Linked DNA regions of Mus musculus: all the other regions are linked to region 3. A link is a contact called in public promoter capture Hi-C data. All regions are on one chromosome and are shown on one strand. Each heading gives the region's core, a stretch centred on a gene start, on an enhancer-like site or on the middle of the called end of the contact. The rest is flanking DNA. Distances are from core to core; before and after follow the strand shown. Region 1 holds the start of Entr1 (endosome associated trafficking regulator 1). Region 2 holds the start of Card9 (caspase recruitment domain family, member 9). Region 3 holds the start of Tor4a (torsin family 4, member A).

What was found. Promoter capture Hi-C pulls out the DNA fragments that hold promoters and counts their contacts.
Region 1: a contact with region 3 is called in a promoter capture Hi-C map of liver, with 2.4 times the contacts expected there. The contact joins the promoter of Entr1 here to the promoter of Tor4a in region 3. A contact is called at or near these places in 2 of 39 promoter capture datasets (the HPC-7 cell line and liver) and 1 of 115 datasets of contacts at active chromatin or transcription factors (pancreatic cancer cells).
Region 2: a contact with region 3 is called in a promoter capture Hi-C map of liver, with 3 times the contacts expected there. The contact joins the promoter of Card9 here to the promoter of Tor4a in region 3. A contact is called at or near these places in 4 of 39 promoter capture datasets (liver, neutrophils and pre-B cells) and 1 of 115 datasets of contacts at active chromatin or transcription factors (pancreatic cancer cells).

Annotation. Positions count from the first base shown.
Region 1 is chr2:26,388,061-26,390,760 of GRCm38.p6, forward strand. Entr1 (endosome associated trafficking regulator 1) reads right to left here and starts at 1,256. Exons shown (of 10, transcript NM_026563.3): 1 at 1,089-1,256; 2 at 856-1,005; 3 at 432-500. The coding sequence starts at 1,158. Pmpca (peptidase (mitochondrial processing) alpha) reads left to right here and starts at 1,288. Exons shown (of 13, transcript NM_173180.3): 1 at 1,288-1,372; 2 at 1,876-2,078; 3 at 2,171-2,250; 4 at 2,435-2,517. The coding sequence starts at 1,305.
Region 2 is chr2:26,359,543-26,362,242 of GRCm38.p6, forward strand. It overlaps Card9 (caspase recruitment domain family, member 9), which reads right to left and starts at 1,367. Exons shown (of 13, transcript NM_001037747.3): 1 at 1,245-1,367; 2 at 1-17. The coding sequence starts at 5. The region is part of intron 1 of Gm13562 (a long non-coding RNA gene); the gene reads left to right.
Region 3 is chr2:25,195,451-25,198,150 of GRCm38.p6, forward strand. Tor4a (torsin family 4, member A) reads right to left here and starts at 1,363. Exons shown (of 2, transcript NM_146115.4): 1 at 1,142-1,363; 2 at 1-475. The coding sequence starts at 439.

The sequences.
Region 1 (2,700 bases), core at 6-2,505, 1.2 Mb after region 3:
GCTGAGATGCCACAGTGCATCTCAGGAACTGCTCTATGCCATCCCTTCCTCTGACCTTCTCTCCAACTACCCTAGTTGACCAGCCTCTACCTCCACACCTATCAGACTCAGTTGCTTATGTGGGTCTCATAACACCTACATCTTATGTCGCTTTTTTCTTTTTCTTGGTTTTTCAAGACAGGGTTTCTCTGTGTAGCCCTGGCTGTCCTGGAACTCACTCTGTAGACCAGGCTGACCTCGAACTCAGAAATCCGCCTACCTCTGCCTCCCAAGTGCTGGGATTAAAGGCGTGCGCCACCACTGCCCGGCTCCACTGCTCTTTTGGGCTCCAGGTATATACCCCTTAAACCCTGTCATCCTGAAAGCCCATGGCCAGACCCCTGCCAGGCACTGAGTCTAAGAGGGAAAGAAGACCCACTGAGCTACTCTACCTCCAAAGCGCGTCTCAGGGGCTCCCGAAGGACCTTGGTTAGTACATTTCCCCTTTCCATAGCCAAAACCTGCAAAAAGACATGGTCAGCTCACCGTGATCACAGCAAGCCTTATGACTGCAGCGTTTGTCCAGGGAGGTGAAGACCGCAGACGCCTGACTCCCACTGAGTCTGGGACTAGAAAGCTGTCTTCTGAGGCTGGATGCGGTAAACTACACATCCCTGCGCGCTCTAAGAGCAGCTGCAGGTGGAACGCAGACCCGCTAGGTCCAGCCCCTGGCCTTGCCCAAGCCGGTGGGCTTAAGTGGCCTCCGAGCTCCACCAGGCACTACCTTCCTGCCTTGAGGCGGGCGGGCGGGCTGTGGGGAGGGCTCCCCGCGCTGCCCAGCTCCGCACTGTGGCCGGCGCCCCGACCGACTCTCACCTGTGTCTCCTACCGAAGCCAGCACCGGGCTGGGCACATAGCACATAAACGTCGGCCGAAAGCCGAAGAGATGGGGGTGCAGGTCCCCGCCATGGGGGCGCTCACAGTCTAGCTGGGGGAGACAAGACCGGCGCTCATAGAACGCAGGAGCTGTAAGCGACAACGAGAGCGGCTTCACCGCGGGCCGCCGCCGCCCGCGCCCCCCGGCCCTGCCCCAGCCGCGCGCCGCTCACCGTCGGGAACCACAAGGCTCCGCGTCCGCGATAGAGGGGGCGCGCCCTGCCGCCGCGCGTAGCCCGACATCGCCGCGCCCTAACCCGGCCGCGGCCCCATGGCCCGCAAGGCAGTCGCCGGCCCCTGCCTCATCCGGCTCGGCGGGCCGGAAGCCAGCGCCGAACGCCGCGGGGCGGGGTCGGAAGCGGAAGTGACCGCAGAAGCGCGGCGGCGCGATGGCGACGGCAGTGTGGGCGGCTGCGCGGCTGCTTCGGGGATCTGCGGTGCTGTGCGCGCGGCCCAGGTGAGCCGAGGCCTGTCTCGGTGCGAGGAAGGGAGGACTCGGGGGAGTTGGTACCGGGGGGAACTGGAAGAGAAGAATGGGCCTCTGGATCAGAGCACAGGCGCCTTGGGCCTGGAGAAGGAGCTGGGGACTGGAACCTGGTTGGGAGTGGTCGGCAGAGTCCCTCGGCTGGAGCCTTTAGACCAAAGCGAAGCCCTGAGGGGCCGGGCTTGCCCAGGCCCATATGCACAGGAACTCGTTTCTCACGCAGCCTGCTGATCAGAGTGGACAGTGAAGCCCCAAAGACCGGGGTCGAAGAGATGGCTCAGTAGTTAGGCCTACTGACTGCTTCCCCTGGGTTTGGCTACCAGCGCCCATTTGGTGGCTCACAACCATCTATCTATAACTCCACTATCCAGGGGATCCAAAGCCCTCTTCTGACCTCCATGGACAACGGGCATGCCTGTGATGAACATACATCCGTGACATAAAATAAGACTAAATATTTTGCTGCTCTGCTGTAGGTTTGGATCTCCTGCACACAGACGGTTCAGCAGTGGTGCCACCTACCCCAACATCCCCCTCTCTTCTCCCTTGCCTGGAGTACCCAAGCCTATTTTTGCAACAGTTGATGGACAGGAAAAGTTTGAAACCAAAGTTACCACTCTGGACAATGGGCTTCGTGTGGCATCTCAAAATAAGTTTGGACAATTCTGTACCGTAGGAAGTAAGTTCTATTGGCCATTGTTTTGAAAACTTTCTGTTGATTAAATGTTTTGAATATTTGGCTTAACCTGTCCATTTTCTTTTTATTACCAGTTCTTATTAATTCAGGATCACGATATGAAGCGAAATATCTTAGTGGAATAGCTCATTTTTTGGAAAAATTGGCATTTTCGGTCAGTGTCTAATTTGTAATTTTTATAAGTTTTCAGTTTTCCTTTTTAAGAACTTGTATTAGTTAAGGATCTGAATATGAAGTTGGTGCTCACAAAAGACTTCTGACATGATTTTGTGTGTTTGAAAGCAAATGTACACTTAATGGATTTTGGGTTATTTACTTAAGCTTAATTATTTTTATAGTCCACTGCTCGATTTGACAGCAAAGACGAAATCCTGCTTACGCTGGAAAAACATGGTGGTATCTGTGACTGCCAGACCTCAAGGTATTTCATGTCCATCTGTCCTCCTCATCATGTCCTCCTCATCCTTGGTCAGAGTCTCTTAGAGTCTCTCTGAAAATCCACAGCATGCCTGATGTTGGGGACAGAAAGCATTCCATACTAGTTTCTTCTCTGACATCCTTTGACCTTTAATTGTCCAGGCCTTTACCTGGGAAGAATGCTAAG
Region 2 (2,700 bases), core at 117-2,616, 1.2 Mb after region 3:
GACATGTCCTCTGTAGGCTGCGGTTATAATTGGGGAGAGCAGCTGAGGAAGTGCCCACCTTCTGTTCCCTGTCAGCCTAGGATAGGACCCAGGCCTGAGTGTCAGGGCAGGGCTTTGGGCAGGGTCAGAAGGGATCCGTTCTAGGGAAATTTCAGGGCTCAGCCCTATCTCCTCAGCCTCATGGACAGTTTCTGAGGGGAAGCAGAGGTCCATAGACAAGCCACCTCAGACCACCTGTCAAACTGAGCACCCCCAAGCAGCTGCCCGGCCCCTGTCATCTCAGGCTTTCTCATATGGATATGTAGGGAAGTGACCGGTTGGGGTCTAAGAGAATACTCTTTGTACAACAGCCCTGCTCTAGCTTCTGCCCCTACCCAAAAGTGCTCTGGCATGCCCTGGAGGTAGGAGCTTTTGCCTCTAGTGGCCATCCTACATAGTACCTTCTTGGGTGGCATGGACCCTTGCTGGCCAGTCTCCAGATTGGGACTAAGAGGGTCAGGTTGGCTGGAGGCTTTCTCACTGTGCAGGGGGCCAGGCCTATGTCTGACTTCCTCCTTCCCTGACAGCCCCGTGCCCTTCAGGCCTTCCGTTGTAGCCAGCTGGTGATGCAACAGCCTGTGGCACGGTGCTATTCCGGGAGGGCTGGGAGGGTTGGCCGCAGGAGCATGTCTGCCTTCCTGCTAGGCTGGAGTATACTGGAAGGGCAGGCAATGTCATCCACAGTCTACAGACATCTGCTGTGGCTTCCCTCCAGTTTGCTTTTCTGCCGCTAGATGAGCCCTGGCCTTTGGCCACATGATGGGAATCAACCAGGCCAGTTGTATGTAGGGGGTTACTCATGTGGACAAGTGTAGCCTCAGTGAATGGCTTCAATGATTTTAGGGCTGAGTTAAGGTGGCCATAGAGCGCCCCTGGCTCAGTCCCTAACCCCAGCGGAGCTGCACCTCCAGTTAGAGACACGGCCATGGCAGGCCTCTTCTTCAGAGGCATCTCTTGGCTTCCTGCTGCTTTCTGGTTGACCCAGTGGACAGACATTTCTCTAAACCTTGGGCCTATGGCCTGCCATTGCAGCCCCACAGCCACATGGTCCAGCACTGGAGGACTATGCTGCAGTGTACAAGGATTAATCAAATGAAGGCGTGAGGATGGAGGATGCCACCTGCCTGTAGGTACTTACGCGCTCCAGGATCCCCAGCAGTCACCACAGGCTTCCACCCACCTTCCTGGAAGGGTACTGAACTTACCTCAGGGTCTTGTGAGAGCTACCTGCCAGCAGATGCTGTCTGGGTTATGGACATACCAGGAGCCTGGGTCTCTGGGAGTGTGGAGGGGTTCCCTAACTGGAGAAGGGTGGAGCCATGAAGGAGGCTGTGCACTTCCTGATTGATGTGTTCTGGTTGACGCCACAAGCCAGCCAGTCCTCCCGCAGGGGACAGTCTACCTTCTGATTGGCCCATCCAGGAACAGAACAGAGGGAAGTAGAAGTACTCTGGGAGCAGAGGAGCCCTCCCTGCCTGCTCATCTGAACTGGATGGGCAGTCCAAGGTCCTCCTGGATCCAGGCTTCTGAAAGTTGCTTTTCTAACATGGCCCTGCCTCATATCCTCATCTGCCGTCTAAGGACAGTGGTGCAGGGTAGGTGCAGTGGGACAAAGCTTGGTCAAAATCTACAAGCTGTAGGCAGCTATAGTCCTCTATGGATTGCGTGCCACAGCCTCTCCTTCAGGGTGGCCCTTCAAGAGTCAGCCTGAGGTGGGCGTGGGGACCTGCTAGCCCTGCCCAGCCAGTGTAGCTGTTAGACAGGCGCTGCTGTCTAGCCTACAAGATGAGTTGAGGCAAAAGCTTCCAGTGCTGTATGGGAAGGAAGGGTGGGACACTTATGCAGAGCCCCAGCTGGCCCCTTCTGTAGCTTACTGGCCCTCTGCTTGCTCCTATGGGGACAGTGGCCTTGAAAATACTTCCAAAAGCAGCAGTCAGGAGTCCTCTTTGGCCTTGGGGGGCCACACTGCTAGGGATTGTGGCTTGCTGGGTTTCCAGGACGGCAAGGGAGTCCATCCATGGCTTTGCAGTCACTCCAGGAAGGAGGTCACAAGGCCTCCACAGTGGTGGCTTCTTAAAAGTGTTAATAACATGAAACTTTTGCTCATAAAACTGAAGTGGAAGTCAATAGCACAGATAGCTGAAGAAACCCCAAGTTCTCCAGAATGGAGAAACCCAGTGCAGAGGTTAGAAGGAGCCATGACAAACACGCGTCCCTGGATGTGTGACGGCCATCAGCTGGAGTGACAGCTGGTACAATCACTAGGACTAGGCTGGTCATACCATTTTACTATGAGCTGCAAGCTTCCCACAGAGGATGAACACATGTAAAAACTAAATCCTGGCCAGCCTGGTCTACAGAGGGAGTTCCAGGACAGCCAGGGCTACACAGAGAAACCTTGTCTCGAAAAACAAAAACAAAACAAACAAACAAAAAATAACTAAATCCTGGAGAGCCAAGGGCCCAGGATGTATAGTCTGGTGTCATGGAAATAGTGACTAAGAAAAAGGAGAGATGAACCGGCAGTTAAGAGCACTGACTGCTCTTCCAGAGGTCCTGAGTTCAATTCCCAGCAACCATCTGGAAGGGATCCGATTCCCTCTTCTGGTTTGTCTGAAGGGAGTGACAGTGTACTCACATACGTAAAACGCTTTTTTTTTT
Region 3 (2,700 bases), core at 113-2,612:
CGTCGAGGTCGTAACGTTGTGCATTATCGTCTAGATTCTCAATGGCGTTGAGAACCTGGAACCCCACAATGGCTACAAGAAGCAGCAGACAACGCTGTGCACGACTCTGCCGCTCTGTGCGGGGTCGGCACTTCCGTGAGGTTTCTGGGTAGAGAACTACCCGACTACGCCTGCGCCTCTTGCGGGGTGTCCTAGAAGTCAGCTCTGTCAGGCTGTCGAAGGTGAAGAATTTAGGTTGGTCTAGGTCGGCACGTAGAGTGCCCAAGCTGCCGGTGGGCCCAAGTGTCCCTGTCCCAGAGTCCGGCTCAGTGCCTGGCTGCAAGAGGCGCCTCTTGCGCAGGACGCAGACTCGGCGGCGCAGACGGAGCACGGCGCGCACTGGCGCTATCACACATGGTCCCTTGGCCTGGGGCTCTAGGCTAGGATGGCTGCGGTCCATGGTTCAGGACCTATGCTGGGCATGTAGTTCCCCTCCCTGCAATAGAAAAATGGGAAGACTTCGTGAGTCCCCGATCTTACCCTCTTGGGGTTCCTTAAGGTACTTTCCGGCCAAATACTGGCCCCGCCTCGCTAGTTCCACTAACCAGGAAGCCCGGCTCTCAGCAGGAGGGCCCCAACGCATGCAAATCTCTTGGGTCCTCTCCGAAAAGGCCTAGGCTGTGAGGAAGTGCGGGGGTGGGGCGAGGTGTATAATTTATCATACTGTTGACCTCCCTCTTAGAGGAATAAACAGAAGGCTCGTTGTCACTGATTAGGGTTATAGAATGGTCAAATTGGACCCTGCACAAACACACCCAGCACCTATCAGACTGTCAAAGGCTTTACAGGTCCCAAGTAGGCACCTTGTTCCAGAGGACTCAGTACCCCTAAGAGTTGAGACTCTCCCCATACTTAGGACAGTTGGTGGAATATGCAGACAAACTTTCATGGTTTTGAGAATGGATTCTAGCACTGTCCCTAGTCACAACCTAGGCCTTCCAACCCACTCCCACCCTTAGCTCCCATCCAAGCCCAAATCTGGGGTCCCTCACCATCCTCCCAGAGAACACAAGAGCAGAAAAATGAACAAGAGCCGAGGAAGGATTAAAGCCTTGCCTCTGAGGAGGCTGGCCTGAAGCTCTCCATATCTGCAGCTACCTACCTGCAGCTGCGCAGGCTCCTCCAGCTCAGCCACTCCCTTCCAAGGCCAGGAGCCAGCAACTCAGGAAGCAGGAAATGCTAGTCTTCCACCCAATCGGTGAGGTGGGTGGGCCAGGGTCTGGCTGGCCCAACTCAGGCTTGAAGGGGTAACAACTTCTGCAGGTCCCCAGGGACAGGAACAGGGGAAGCTCTGGGGAGGTTTCCGCTTAGATGCAAAGGAAGTGAGTCAGGGGTGCTGGCAGGCGGAGCTTGGGCTGAACGGAACCACCAGTGGGGGCAGGTCTGGCTGACTGACCCAGAACCCCTATCCAGGGCACAGAGAGGGAGGAGCCCGTCCAGCAGCTCTTCCCATAGGTTCCCTGGACTCCTGAAAGCTCAGTCTGCCCTCTACTGACATCGCCTCTGCCAGGATACCCCTTTCCCTGACCCAGATAAACTGAGGAAGTGACCCAAAAGACCCTACTTAGTAAACTAGTAGAAAGCAGGTCATTTGCTCAGCGGGGTGCCTCTAATCCCTTTTCTTCTGTACTTCCCTTCCTTTCCCTTCTCTACCGCCCACCCTCCCCTTTGCCCATTCACCTGGACCTCTCATAGGGCAGGACCCAAGAAACAAAAGTTCTAGCGCTAGGGATAGAACCCCTTATGTCTCAGAGCCCTTGTGGAGTGGGAGAGCAGATAGAAAAATGTTCTTTGAGCAAGAACTGGGAGACAGAAAAGCTTTAGACTTTTCATGGCAACCTGTTTGCCTGCAGCCCTGCCCACCTCCATGCCCATTTATGCAGGAAGGGAAGTGCCTCAGACTCCTCCCATTCTGAAAGGGAGCTGGTTGCTTCCTTGGCCAGCCTGGGATCCTGAACTTTCCAGAACTCTCACAAAGTTTAGAGTGGCCAGAGAGGATAAGTGTTTCCAGAGCCATCTAAACAACTCAGCCTCACCCATGACCCCCCCCCCATCTACACTTCACAGACCGTGTAAAATATCAATGCACACAGCTGATTGAGCAGGCCCTAGAGGGAAGAGGCTCTTAGAAACCTTAGTTTTCTAGTCGAGAATTTCCTGACCCAAGGATACTGGGCCCTGGGGTCCTGGATCAGGCCCTGCAAGAAAGGGACAGGATAATCTTTAGGTAAACCCAATGCTGGCCAGCTACTTTTCCAAGAGGCTGATCTATCGAACTCTCTAGGGCCCAGAGTCCCATTCCGGAATAAGGAAAAGAGCTGATAAAGTGACCCATTCAGGGAACTCATGCCCCAGAGTTACTTTTTGCAAGGATAAGGCTTTGATAGACAGAAGGTTCACAAGCCTCAGTGCCCAATCCCTGGTCCCAACCCTACTGTAAAATCCAACCTCACCAGCCCCAAACCTGACCCTTCACCTACCACACCCTTTCCTTTCACAGCTCCTTGAAGGCACACTTGGCCCACACTAGCAGAATCCAGCCACACAGACCTTTTGTCTCTCCCAGGCTTCAGCCTCTAGCAGTCCTTCCCTCTGCCCAGTTACCCTGCCTGGCATCCAGTCCACTCACAGCTTCTGTTCTCAGCCCAGACCTTTCCTGTC